Regions from separate parts of the Mus musculus genome. Here region 1 is linked to region 2. The links are chromatin contacts, called in public Micro-C maps. All regions are on one chromosome and are shown on one strand. The core of a region is the stretch at or near the end of the contact, and the rest is flanking DNA. Distances in the headings are between cores, read along the strand shown. Region 1 has its middle 75 kb from the start of Gm10610. Region 2 has its middle 80 kb from the start of A530021J07Rik.

Region 1 (6,321 bases), core at 1,326-3,825, 250 kb before region 2:
GTGACGGGGTGGGGATGGGTTTAGGAGAAGGGTGGTAACAGGCTCCAAGCTTCACTTCTAGAATATGTTTAGCATGGGGTCATACATTTCATAGCAGAGCAGAAGTTATCACCTGCATGAGACAGAGATATGCCATGGGTCCATAACTATCATAACCCCTCTTAGGAAGTAGAGTTTCATTACAATAGCAAGGTTGCTGAGTATCCTCGCAGATCTACACATCCTAAAGAAAGGGTGTGTTACTTAAGTAAAACAGACTATCATCATTATGACAAGAACACTAATGTCTGAGCAGGGTGTGTTGGTGAATGTTTGTAATCCTAGCACTCTGAATGCTAAGGCAGGGTGATCACCAGTTCGAGATCAGCCTCGGCTATATAGTGAGACCTTGTTTCAGAAAGAATAACAATAACAATAACAAAATAATCCAGATGTTAAAACTATTCTGTTGTTTCTAATGCTTTCACTGAATTTCATAGTGTATTTACATGTGTTAACAGAGACCTTAAAAAAATCACCCTGCCATCCATTGGTTTGGCCACAGGATGAAAGACTGGCCAGGCTGGTGGCTCTTTGGATAAAGGGAGGATGTGAAGGAGGAAAATATGCCTCTGGTGGGAGGGGGAGATACTTTGAAGACCTTCACTTAAGGTTGGCAGGATGAAGGATGGTTTGGCTAAGGGACCAGTTTGTAGATGAAAGAGCCAGTGGTCAAGTGATTGGAGGTGGGAGCCTGTGCCAGGCTTTGGGCTGAAGTCCCAGTGACAGACTCCCTGCAGTGGGTTGCGGTGTAGCTCTGTGCTCCATCAATTCTAACAACAATGGACATCTGCCAGGAACCTTGCAGCCACTGACTGGCTCAGCCTGCCTTGTGTTTGCACATTAAAACTTTCTCCCTGTTCTCAATGGGGAAGCCTGTATAAGGGCAGAAAAAGCCGGAGTTAAATACCTTTATTAAGGCTCCGAGCACTTATGTAGCTGAGCAACAAAATCGAATGCAGGCTTCTGAGGTTTGTTTGACAATTTAACCTTTCTTGATGGCGGGGCGTGTGAGGATCTCTTTCAGCACTCCAAATACGAAGGCTGCAACATCAGGGGTTGGCAGCTTTCCCTGAGCCCTGGAGTATTTTTCCTCTAAGAAATGTACAGCTGAGATTTTAACCATATAATAACCTGCAAGGCTCCAATAATAAATTACAAGGTGGGCTGGAGAGATGCTTAGCAGTCAAGAGCACGCAGTGGTCTTCCAGAGGACTGACTGTTCCAAGTTCCTGTCTCTACTACCAACATTGTTAGGTTTACAAGTGCTTATAACTCCAACACATGGGAATCTGTTGTCTCTTGGGGAGCATCCACTCATGTGCACACACACACACACACACACACCACTAATAAAATGTAATTAAAAATTTTTAAGAGAATGTAATCCAAACAGAAGTCTACTTATATATAACTCAATTAAAAAAAATTTTTTTTTCTGTTGTTGCTAAATTAAGAGTCAACTATGATAGTTAAACGATTATCAAGATTTGCTGACAGTAGTTATCCCAATGGCACTCCATCTGGATCAAGATTTTACCTTCCCAAGGGTCTTTTGCTTGTAGGAATGAATCACTCAAGAACAAACCTACAACGGAGCAATGCTGTTCAGAGTCAGGCAGACACTGATGTTATGAAGGGAGTGAGCCACCTCATTCATAGTAATCCCATGGAGCCCAGTGTGTGCAAAGCCTGCGCTTTGCTACCAGATGCACAGAAGCCTCTGCTAGCACAGTCTGCCAGTTGGCAACTGGCCTTCATCTTAAAGATGGAAGAAAGAGCTGTCATATTAGCACTTTGGAGGTAGAGACTGGAGGATCAGGGCTTCCGTGTTGTGTGTGGCTGCACAGTCAGTTCAAAGCTAGCATGGGCTCTATGAAACCTATTACAAGCAAGCAGGCAAGCAGGCAAGCAAGGAAGCAAGCAAGCAAGCAAGCAAGCAAGCAAACCAAGTTGAAAGATGTAAGTTCCAGAGCAGCTGATTCAGCATCTCAAGATCTTACCAAGGCCATGCGTGTGCAGGGTCTGATACTGAGGAAAAGCTCCTGCCCACACTGGATTACTGCCCTGATAGTCTCTAACGAATGCAGCATATAATCACAGGATTCTGTAAATTAGTGGACCCACCCTGTCCATACAGATGGGAAGGGTAGAGTCTCAAACCCACTGCCAGATTCCAAGCCTGCCTGGCCACTTCTCAGATCTGTGTCCTTCACCTATCCCTCAATCTGTAGAGGACTGGCCTGAAAGACGGTTCTGTCTTCCTCTTCAGGTCTGTCTTCACGTGGATGGAATCTGTGGGGGACACAGGACCATGCACAAGGGACCAATTCCACGTGACTCATATAATATAAAAGATTCAAGATGAGTGAGCTTCCCAGCCACACCAAAAGATAGCAAATCACATGACCCAGAATGTCCTGAGAAGATGGCTAACATCTGGGTAGTGAGCTGTCTTCTGTTACCCTGCACTCGTCTTGTGTTGTTCCTTTCAGCCAAAACCATAATCTCACATTCCAAGGGAATAAAGCAGGGTTCAGAGAGAGTTAAATTATATACAAAAGGGAGACATCCGGCCAAACTCTAGATCCTATTCCATTCCCATATCTATGTCTGTAAGCCATCCCAGGAATGGGATATAATTGCTTGCAGGTATGCCTTCTCACACAAACATCTGCCAGCAAACGGTTAAAGCAGAAGTGTGCCATTTCCTTCTGCCCTTTCTACTATGGAGTGGATGATGTGGCTCAGTGTCCCTTGGGTGTCTCTGGGAAAGCCTAGACCAGAAAAGCTATATATGGACTTTTTAAGTGGGGAAAATTTAAGTGGGGACCCCCATAAAACTTAAATAGAAGCAGGCATTGTTCCTGGAAAACACCCGCTCTATTGTAGCTAGCTGCATATTACAATCCACAGCACTGCCTCAGAAACGGCAAGAAGTGAGCCGCAACCCCCAGATTCATGGTGAGGATTTTAAGCCCATCAATCACAAGGGAAAAAATATTTCAATAAATCTCTTTCCAGAAACTGGAGCAAGGCTAGGCTGCACTTGAGAAGTCTATAATCCAGTAGCCACAGCTTGCCAACCTGTGAAAAGCAAATCTAGGTGCCAGATATGACAGCTGCCTTCTGCCTGGGTGTTGAGAGGTTCGCCAGGAAGGCGGGGCCTGTGAGGGCAATCAGTGTGATGGCTTCTGGCTATACCTCTTACCTGAAGTGAGTTACCACCCTCTGGCTGTGTGCATTTGTTTCTTTCACTAGACTAATGCTGAGAACACTAACCTCCTGCTTTGGCCGTAGGACAAAGCAACAACAGTACTATACGACAGCAAAGCATAAGTGCTCAGTCCTTGAAAGCTCAAAGAATGAGCTGTAATCAGTCCGTGCAGTGGGACTGCATTTATGTTTGCAGATCCTGAAGGTGACCACATCTACACTGCAGGATTACCTTCCAGAAGTTTACAGATCATGGGGAAAGAGCCATCCCTCCCCCAAGCCCCACCCCAGCGGGATGGTTCTGTTCAGAGGAGGCAGTGAAGAGGGTTGGATGAAAGGTATATTTACAAATCTAGGGGTGGGTAATGAAACTTATAAGGCAATGGCAAGTTGCCTTTGGTTGTCAGCCATCTGGAAGCTTCCCCCACAGAACATGAAGAAAGTGAGAGCTTTAGGAAAGACATTAAACAGACGAACAACCGCTGCCAAACTCTGGCATGGGAAGGACCAAGGTCAATTCCCAGACTCAACTCATAGTGTTCCTCTTACCCTCTCCTGCCAGAGCCTCCTGAATGAAGCCAACACACACATATGCACACACACATACACACACACACACACACACACACACACACACACACACACACACATTACACAAGTTCAGGAGATCTGCTTTGAGGTTCTCAGATACATCTTGATGGACATATACATTTGGGAACCACAGAAAACTATTCTTTGAGAACAGTGCTAGTCGAGGCACATGGCAGATCTGCAGCAACTTCTGTGAGATGGAGATGTCTGGCTGCTTCCCACCCAGAGTAAAACAATCAGCAGTGATGCAATGTGTGCAGTGCCAGGGACAGGAAAGTGGTGCCTGTGGGTTGTCATGGATATGGATGGGCTGGGGGGACTCTTTATTGAACCCATTTTACAGGCTGGCAGAGTGAGGACAGCAGCAACCGCATTATGGATTTTGTGAGTCTAGGCACTTGCTTTCATAAGGTTTCTTTTAAAATTCAGTATTAAAAATTACTCCAATGTAAAGGTAAAGGTCATTATCTAAGAACCAATATCAGAAGCATATTTTTTCATTCTTCTGAAGTAAAATTATGTGTATATATATATATATATATATAAATTATGTATATATATATATATATATATATATATATATATATATTTAAATATATCTCAGGTCCTAAGCTCTGTGCCTAACCTGCCTAATAGAGATGTTGACAGTGTATAGGGGACTTGTATTCCCAAATGTCCAGTTAGTGACTCTATTTACCCTTGGCTTTCTCCTTCATCCTCAGCTACTCCTCACTCTAGAGAGCACAGAGACCTATCATGCTGTTTCTCTGATGATATCGCCCCTCCTGTGGCCAATGCAGGCACATGCCTTATATAGTTAGGTACCTCAGCAATGGCTACTGCTGTCTTCTCTGCTTTTGCCTTACTGTCCTAGGTTCTGTCTAGAGCGTGGCAGACTCTTCCCTGTCCTGGAAAGGCTATGCTCCTGATAGCTCAGCTGTTTCCTACCGTGTTATTCTCTCTACTCACATGGGCTCTAGCCTGACCCTACACTACCAAACTACAAATCCTTCAGTGGCTTTTCTGTGCTGGAGATGCAGGGCCCTGGGAATTGCCTGCCTGTTCTAAGAGTAAACCCCATGGAAGGCCAGCAGGCAGCATCACCCTGGACTTTCTAGAAGTCTGCAGAGTGGCGCAGGACTGTGTTGCGCATGACCCAGGTTTGGGCTTCTTGCATGTCCCACACTAAAGACTGGTTATTGCCTACCCTTGGCTGACCTGGCACTATAGTCCCCAATCCTTAGTCATTCTATTCTTGTCTTTGAATGGCCTCAATCTCCATTTACCTAAAGTGCTCAGGGAGGGGAGAGCCAATGTGCAGAATAGTACTGACCTGTATTTAAGAGGACTACATGGAAAATCTCTCTTTAAGAAGACAGAGAAGACCGGTTTTTAATAAAAGAAAACCTACAAACAAAATCTCTGGAAACTAACAGTATATATTTATATAGTTATAATAACAAAAATGTATTCTGTGTATCAGAAAGCCACCAAAACAGTCTGTTATCAGTAGATCAACCCTGTTTGTGTCCCCAGCAATATTACATGCCACTGTATTTCACTGAATTATAGTGACAGAATCTTTTTCATGTATTTCCCTGACATTTAAAAGAACTCTTTTATTACAACATCAGCCACCACCACAACAAATAAGAAATCTAAAAAACCCTCACAATAACAGACAGAACAACATCAAAACAAAAATCCAAAGACTATTCAGTTTCAAGACTCACAGAGTCAGGCTTGGGCTATCTTCCTGTCTTGTCTGTGATTCACTGTCTATCTCATTTCCTTTTACCTGCCATCTCCTCGACTTCCTACCTCCTCCATGCCAAGCAAGACATGCTCCAAGGACTGTATACTCTGCATGCTTTCTTTCTGCCTAGAATGGATGATCTTACAAGAGGTAGCCATAGGACTCATTCCCACCCTTTAGCTGGAGTTTGTTTGTTCTCACATTCACAGAGAGTGTTTCTATGCTTCTCTGAGCACTCCGTATAAAGCATCAGCCTGCCCTGACACTCACCTCTCTACAACCTCATGCACAGAAACAGATTCTTCCAGTCTTTGTTTAAAAGCAGTGACTACAGTGGCTCACACCAAAGTGAATGTGAGATAAACCTCTGTCATTTGAACATCTGGAGATTGTGACTCAGCTGTATCAAGAACATACAAAGGTGTCAGAAAGGTTTCAGAAAAAGACTTTTCTTCCTCTAAGAGCAGTGGGCACTGATGCTCTAAATCTCCCTCCCTTAGCCTCAGTGCAGTGACAGAGGAACTTACGAGCATCCCGCAGTCTGGAAGTGGTGTAGGGGATAGACACAGTGACTACAGAGACCCAGTAAGCCTGAAAAACCCCAGGAGGCTCCAAGGCAATGGAGACAGTCTACCTAACCATCATGTTAAGGGCAAATTTGTGCAGCTGAGGCACAGGTGGAGATAGGGAAGAGAGAAGCAGCCATAGAGTCTTGCCAA
Region 2 (6,218 bases), core at 3,408-5,907:
TCTTATAAGCACTGGACCACCAAACAGACAGCATATACCAGCTGATATGGAGTCCCCCAACACACATACAGTAGAGGTCTGCTGGGTCTGTGTTCATTCAGAGATGATGCACCTAACCCTCAAGAGACTGGAGGCCCCAGGAAGTTTAGCGGTCAGGTGGGGTGGGGGTGGGGACATCCATATGGAGACAGTGTGGGGTGGGGAAGAAGTGTGGGACATGGAGCAGTCGGAGGGTGGACAGGGGTTCAGGGATGGAATATGGAGTTTAAAAAATGAATTAAAAATAAAATAAAAATAAAAAAAACTATGTGTAATATGTATATTTATACATTTATAAACAGAATTACATGTATCATAGTTTCTTTTAGATAAATAATTAATAGTATGATACCTTATGTTTTCTCCAGACATTTTTTATTGGTATTTTACCTCTTTCCTGCTTTCTCCTGCATTTACCCCACCCCCACCCCCACCCCAAACAACTACATTCAGGTTATAATCTCCCTCGAAGGTATGAGTTTGAATCCCATTCCTGACCAATTATTATATTCAAAAGGCAAAATTTCTCTGACTGTTCCAACCACTAAAATTAACTATTATCTAATTTTGATGTGCTACATACACATGGCTACTTCTGTCTGGGCTTGGAAAAATTCTTTTGGGAGAAGGGTGGGAAGGGGGCTGTCCCTGGACTCTTAAAAACCTTAATACTTGTCTTCACAGCCTCTTCAGTCTCTGTTTCTCTCCCCTACTCCAGCCCTGCCCTTATTCCTTTAATGCAGGAGTTGGCAAAGGGTGGCCCTGGCTCACTGCCTGGGTTTGTGCAGCCAATGAGCTAAGAATAGGTTTTACATTTTTAAATAGTTGAGAAAAAAGTTTATTTTGTGACATATGAAGATTATGTGACATTTAAATCTGTTCTCTAAATACAATTTTATTAGAACCCAGCCCTGCCAAGGCCTGTGGCTGCTTTTGCTCTACAAAGACGAGGGCAAATGGTTCTGATAGTCTAAGATCATCCATGCAGAAAAATAGGTTACAGTCCATAGTCAGTGTCTTACAGGAAATTCTGATGACCTCAGGTCTAAGTTAATGTTCATTTTTGCTTGTTCTGAGTTTCATGTGTTGGCTCTGTTCCCAAATCTTCAGCCAGGCCTGCTTCACTTATCTAGCCACAGAGTGACTTAATTTACTCTTTTCCAGCCCCCCTGAGCACTGAACTTGCAACCTGATACTCACTGCCCCACAAGCTGTGCAGCCAAAAGGCTGGTCCTATAGTCCTGCTCCTGCCCATCTCTCCTACCCATTGGCTTTTCTTGTCTTGGGGATACCCAGTGCCTGCATATTTGAAACTGCCTTTCTCTCATCCTTCGGAGACCTCACCCCCGATGGAGACCTGGCCTTTCCTTGAACAATGTGACTAGCTTACTTCCTCCCTGTTCTCTTTCATCTGGCATGCTTGCCTTCTGCCCTAAATGCCATGAGTTTTCGGGCTGTGTCATGTCATTTAACTGACGCCACATTCTGGATAGTTTACAAAGAATAAAGGTTTACCCGGCTTGCAGTACTGGAGGTTTGAAAGTGTAAGATCCATGTAGTAAATTCTTCCTTGCTGATGGAGGGCTCTGCTGAGTGCCACCTTGTTTATGGTATGAGAAGATGGAGCAGGGCATCCTAGCTCAGGTCTCCCTTCTTCTTGTTGTAAACCTGCAGCCTTCACTGTCATGCCTCACTTCACCTTGACCACAGAAGGTCCCACCTCCACCCTAGTCATTTCTACACTCCGACTCCATCACAGTTGGACTGAATTGCAATCCGAGTTTTGCTGAGGACATACAAACCACAGCGGGGTCCAACATTTTTTTCCTTCTGTAAATATTTTAACACAACGAATCAAAACAAAACTGTTTTTAGTTGGTGCAGGGTTTTTTTTTTTTTCTCGTATGATAAAGTATTTGGAGACTTGTGTCACTGTAGGTCTATTAAAGCCACATGGTTTAAACACACCCATGACTAACCCTGTCAACATTCCTCCTGCTCTTCAAATTTGTTTTTTGTAAACAACTTTTAATTCTCCATGGAAATGGAGGAGCAGAGGGGTGCAGAAGACTATGAATCACAGCTATTTACTAATAATACTTCCTGTAAATCCTCACCCAACCCTAGACTCCACCCAATCCTAGACTTGACTTATTAAGTTGCTTCATTTTTCTCCCCATCTCTGTATGGAAAGAGACAACAGCCAGCCAAGAGGGAGTGATGTAGAATGAAGGAGGAGAGAGCTCACACCTGCAGTGAATAATTGACTTTGCAGTATTTGGGGGAATAGTTAGATGAGGAAGTACACTCGCTAGAAGGTCTGCTGGATTGCAAGGCTTTCTGTTACTTCTGCAGTCAGAAATAATAAACCTCTAGGAAGTAATGCTAATTATCATGATTTGATCATTATATATTGTACAAATGCATCAAATTATCACCTTTTGCCTCATAAATATGTACAATTATTGTGTCATTTTTTTATCAAATGAAGAAAGCATTTAAGAAGCAAGAAACAAGTTCACGTACATAGAGATAATTGTGAAAAGGTTGTGTTTAAGTTATACAACCACACAATCAGTACAGTGACTGGGGTCATGAATGCTTACCTACGTTACACCAGCAAGTAAGGAAATATGGAGATCTCTGCCTTAGGAATGATATTCCTCAGCATTGGCCAGTGTGCTCTGCCCGCACCAGAAAACAAGCAGAAAACAAAACCACCAGTGTCAAGGATACAGCACTGGCAACAGAGGACAATGGTCACCTTCTCCCCTGCACAACACTGACATCCTACTCGGTGGGGTTGTTGCTCTCAGAATTCTAAGTGGACTTCCTTGGTTTGAAAGTAAATTGTCCCCCACAGGCTCATGTGTTTGAATGCCTTGTCTCCAGCAGATGGCACAGTTTGAAACCTGAGAGTTTGTAAAGCTTAGATAAAAGGAATAGGGGGGCTGTTTTTTGAAGGTCTTCTTTATCCTGCCTAGATGTTACCAGCACCCCCACTTCCTGACACTTACCTTTCCTGCCATCATTTACTGGAATCCATGAAACTGTGAGCCAATATAAACCCCCTTTGCATATGATTCCCAACATAAACTCCAGATATCTGCTTCCACCAGGTATTTGTCCTAGTCACAAGAAAACTAATATATTCATCACTCCAACTCATACTTGACAACATTGACCTTGTGTGGGTTTCCTCTTCTCGGAGAGAAAACAGTTAAATCACAAGAGACAATGCTCTAGTGTCTCTGGCATCCCCGTGGCTTTTATCCCCAGGACTGAATCCCACCATTCCACTAAGTATAAAGAGCTTCACTGTGTTTGTCCAATGGCTCTGCACATACAGATGACAGTTTTCATCTCTGAAAGAACCAACTTTGTCCCAAAAGTAGGGAAAGTGGGAGGATACTCTTGAGTAATTAATAAATAAGCAAAACTGCCTATGTCTAGTCTGGATTCTGTAGTCAACTAAGCTGGCATAACTAGTCCTGTATAGACAATCAGTTTCTCGGGCATCATCTCTTCACAATCCATCAACTTTAAGATGTAACGTTTACACTTTCAGCTTGTTACTTCCTAGTTCAAAAAGAGATGCTTCAACTTCAGCATCAATAACTGTGTTGCAGGCAGGAAAATGAAAGGGAATTGAATAAAAGATACAAAGCAGAAATAAAATAGAAGGGGGGAAAGAAACTAAAACATGTCTCAGAAATCTTTGGTGTACGTGTTATGTAAAATTTTATTCTGTTGCCAACCCTAGCTTCTGTGTCTCTTACCCATGCTATACTAGATATTAGGTTTGTCGTTTCCAGTGGAAGTCCACAGCCTACACATGGGATTCCAATCACAGGCTAGCAAACACTTAACTCTATGAAATCCATCTGAAACACACACTAACCAGATGTTTGGCATCATGGAACCCCAGTCTGCTCCTGCTGATTTTAACCCAACCATCTTCAAAGCAACAGTTCTCCAAGTCATTGGGTTAAAGTGAAACACAGAGCTGACTGTGCACAAGAACCAGTGATTTGTGCCCAAACATGAAAAAAAAAAATGTGTGGAATGATCTGTGAAAGGAAATGAAATAAGTTTGTGCTCTACGTCTGACGTAATGAGAACTGCTGAAGCCAGTGTGGCACTTGTTCCCTTTATCCTTTGTGTCTGAAGCTCCTGGGTTTGACATACTTACCCACCTCTCCACATAGAGACTCTAGATTGCCAAATGCGAAAGAAAGAGTTCCAGATACATATGGAAGCTGACAGAAAACTCTAACCTTCTCCAAGGATGAGGTTTGGCAAACTGACTTTGCTATGCCATTACAAACATTATTTTATTTTATTTTACATCCAGCCTTGCCTGAGTCCATGGGATTCTGATTGCAGTTGAAGTTCATACAGCTGGCACTCATTTCCAGCCACTCCGTTAAATACAGGCACTATCTACTAGCTCTCCTACCAAGAAGTAAATACATTTAGATGAAATGGAAAAAAAATATGATAGGTCTGGGAAAAGAAATTCGACTTTTATTGAACCAGATCGCTTGTTAAACTCTTTGCATATTTGCAAAGTAAACTGATACCTCAGCTTGCTAATCCTCTGGAAAGATGAGTTTTGTATGATGAGGGCAAGCTGCTGTGCCTTAAAACCATACTTGAAGCCCAAGAAGCTAAGCTGTCTAACCCAGCTGAACAGAACTTCTTGACATCTTTGCAACTGCAAAAACTAATATCACCAGGCTTTGTGGTCAGCCCAGTTGAGATACTTTCCTCTTGGTCTTTGTATTCTTACACTCAGGAGGGATTTTAGGAAGTTTCTTCTCCAACTTCTTACACTGAATTATGCCAGAAGGATATTCTATGATATGTGTTGATGGATCATAGTCCCATGTATGTAACATGTGAACATGTCTGGATGATGTCAAATTGTTCATTTAATTTTATAGTTTTTACTTTCTTTTTCCATACTGGATGGATAAAAACTTTGTCCTTATTTTAGATGCTTATTCCTAAAGGCACATAGGTAATAAAATTTAATCAGGAAGTTCTACAAAATTGCCCTAAGAACAGACATTTTTCACATTGTATAGTGTTTTAAAGAACAGAAGAGGAAAAAACAAAACAAAACAATCCTTTGCTTTATTTTATTGACCTCACAAAACCTTATAACAAAACTAGACAAAGCAATTTCAGAAGTTATAAGGCACTTAATTTATTCTTACACATTCTAAATAAAAGTTTGTCTGATACAGCCCATTAACAAATAAAAAGACTATTGCAACCAAACTTTATCCTTCAGGATTTAAGAATGACTCAGAATGAGGAAATCTGATTAAAAAAAAAAAACATAACTTGAATTGAAATTGACACATAGAAACATAAGATGTTTTCAAGTAGGGGTAGGAGAAAGGAGAAGTGGAGAGTTCATTATCCAGTGGAAAAATTGGAAAAGGAAGGCTGAAGATGATGACATCAGCTTGCTGACTTCATCTCTCACCCATGCTGAAACACTAGTGATTGACACGGCCCAGCACAGTGAAGCATACAGGGGAAATGGCCTTTCAGAGGGTTGTGATGTGTATACTGCTGGCATCTTTACCAAGGAACATTTGGCAGTTATTTGGCAACATTTGAAGTGTGCGTACACTGTTAGGCCCACAATTCCTCAGGGGACCCTATCCTAAAGAAATATTTGAATATGTGCATTAAGCTATCAAAAAAATTCTCATTCTCTGTATTAAGGAAAATTTGGGGGAAAGAATTGTATGTCCAGTTTTTTTTAATATATGTTGCCTATATATTGATATGTTCTTAAGTTGTGTGGACCAGTTACTTTTCCAGTTGCTGTAACAAAATGCCTCACAAAGCATCTTAAGAAATCTTTTCATTCTGGGGTGCTAGCTCCACAGCTAATCCCACAACACCCAGAGGAAGCTTCACCCCCAGGTGCCCTGACACACCCAGGATCATAGGGTCAGGGCACTCAGGAACTCCGCCTGGCCAGTGGCACAAGTTCCTTCCAGTCTGGGACTGTGCCCTGAGCAGACCTTTCGAGCTAACTCGGCAGCCAGTCCCACGACACCCAGAAGAAGCTCCACTCCCAGGTTTATTTAACACACACAGGATCCCAGGATCCCGGGATCCCAGGAGCTTGGCCACACCAGGATCACAGGACCACA

Evidence for each region. Hi-C and Micro-C count contacts between places; a contact is called where the count stands out from the background.
Region 1: a contact with region 2 is called in a Micro-C map of palatal mesenchyme, with 1.5 times the contacts expected there. The contact joins two enhancer-like sites. A contact is called at or near these places in 4 of 484 Hi-C or Micro-C datasets (cerebellar granule neurons, embryonic somatosensory cortex, palatal mesenchyme and 1 more), 1 of 115 datasets of contacts at active chromatin or transcription factors (fibro-adipogenic progenitors) and 1 of 9 other capture datasets (embryonic stem cells).

What each region holds. Positions count from the first base shown.
Region 1 is chr7:83,472,500-83,478,820 of GRCm38.p6, reverse strand. No RefSeq gene overlaps it. Among named protein-coding and RNA genes, the nearest start is that of Gm10610, 75 kb to the left of the region's middle. Within about 2 kb of position 2,575, at least 25 of the 459 cell types and tissues checked have an H3K27ac peak or open chromatin away from gene starts, as enhancers often do. A contact at or near this core is called in palatal mesenchyme, where this site is marked.
Region 2 is chr7:83,225,715-83,231,932 of GRCm38.p6, reverse strand. No RefSeq gene overlaps it. Among named protein-coding and RNA genes, the nearest start is that of A530021J07Rik, 80 kb to the right of the region's middle. Within about 2 kb of position 4,657, at least 8 of the 459 cell types and tissues checked have an H3K27ac peak or open chromatin away from gene starts, as enhancers often do. A contact at or near this core is called in palatal mesenchyme, where this site is marked.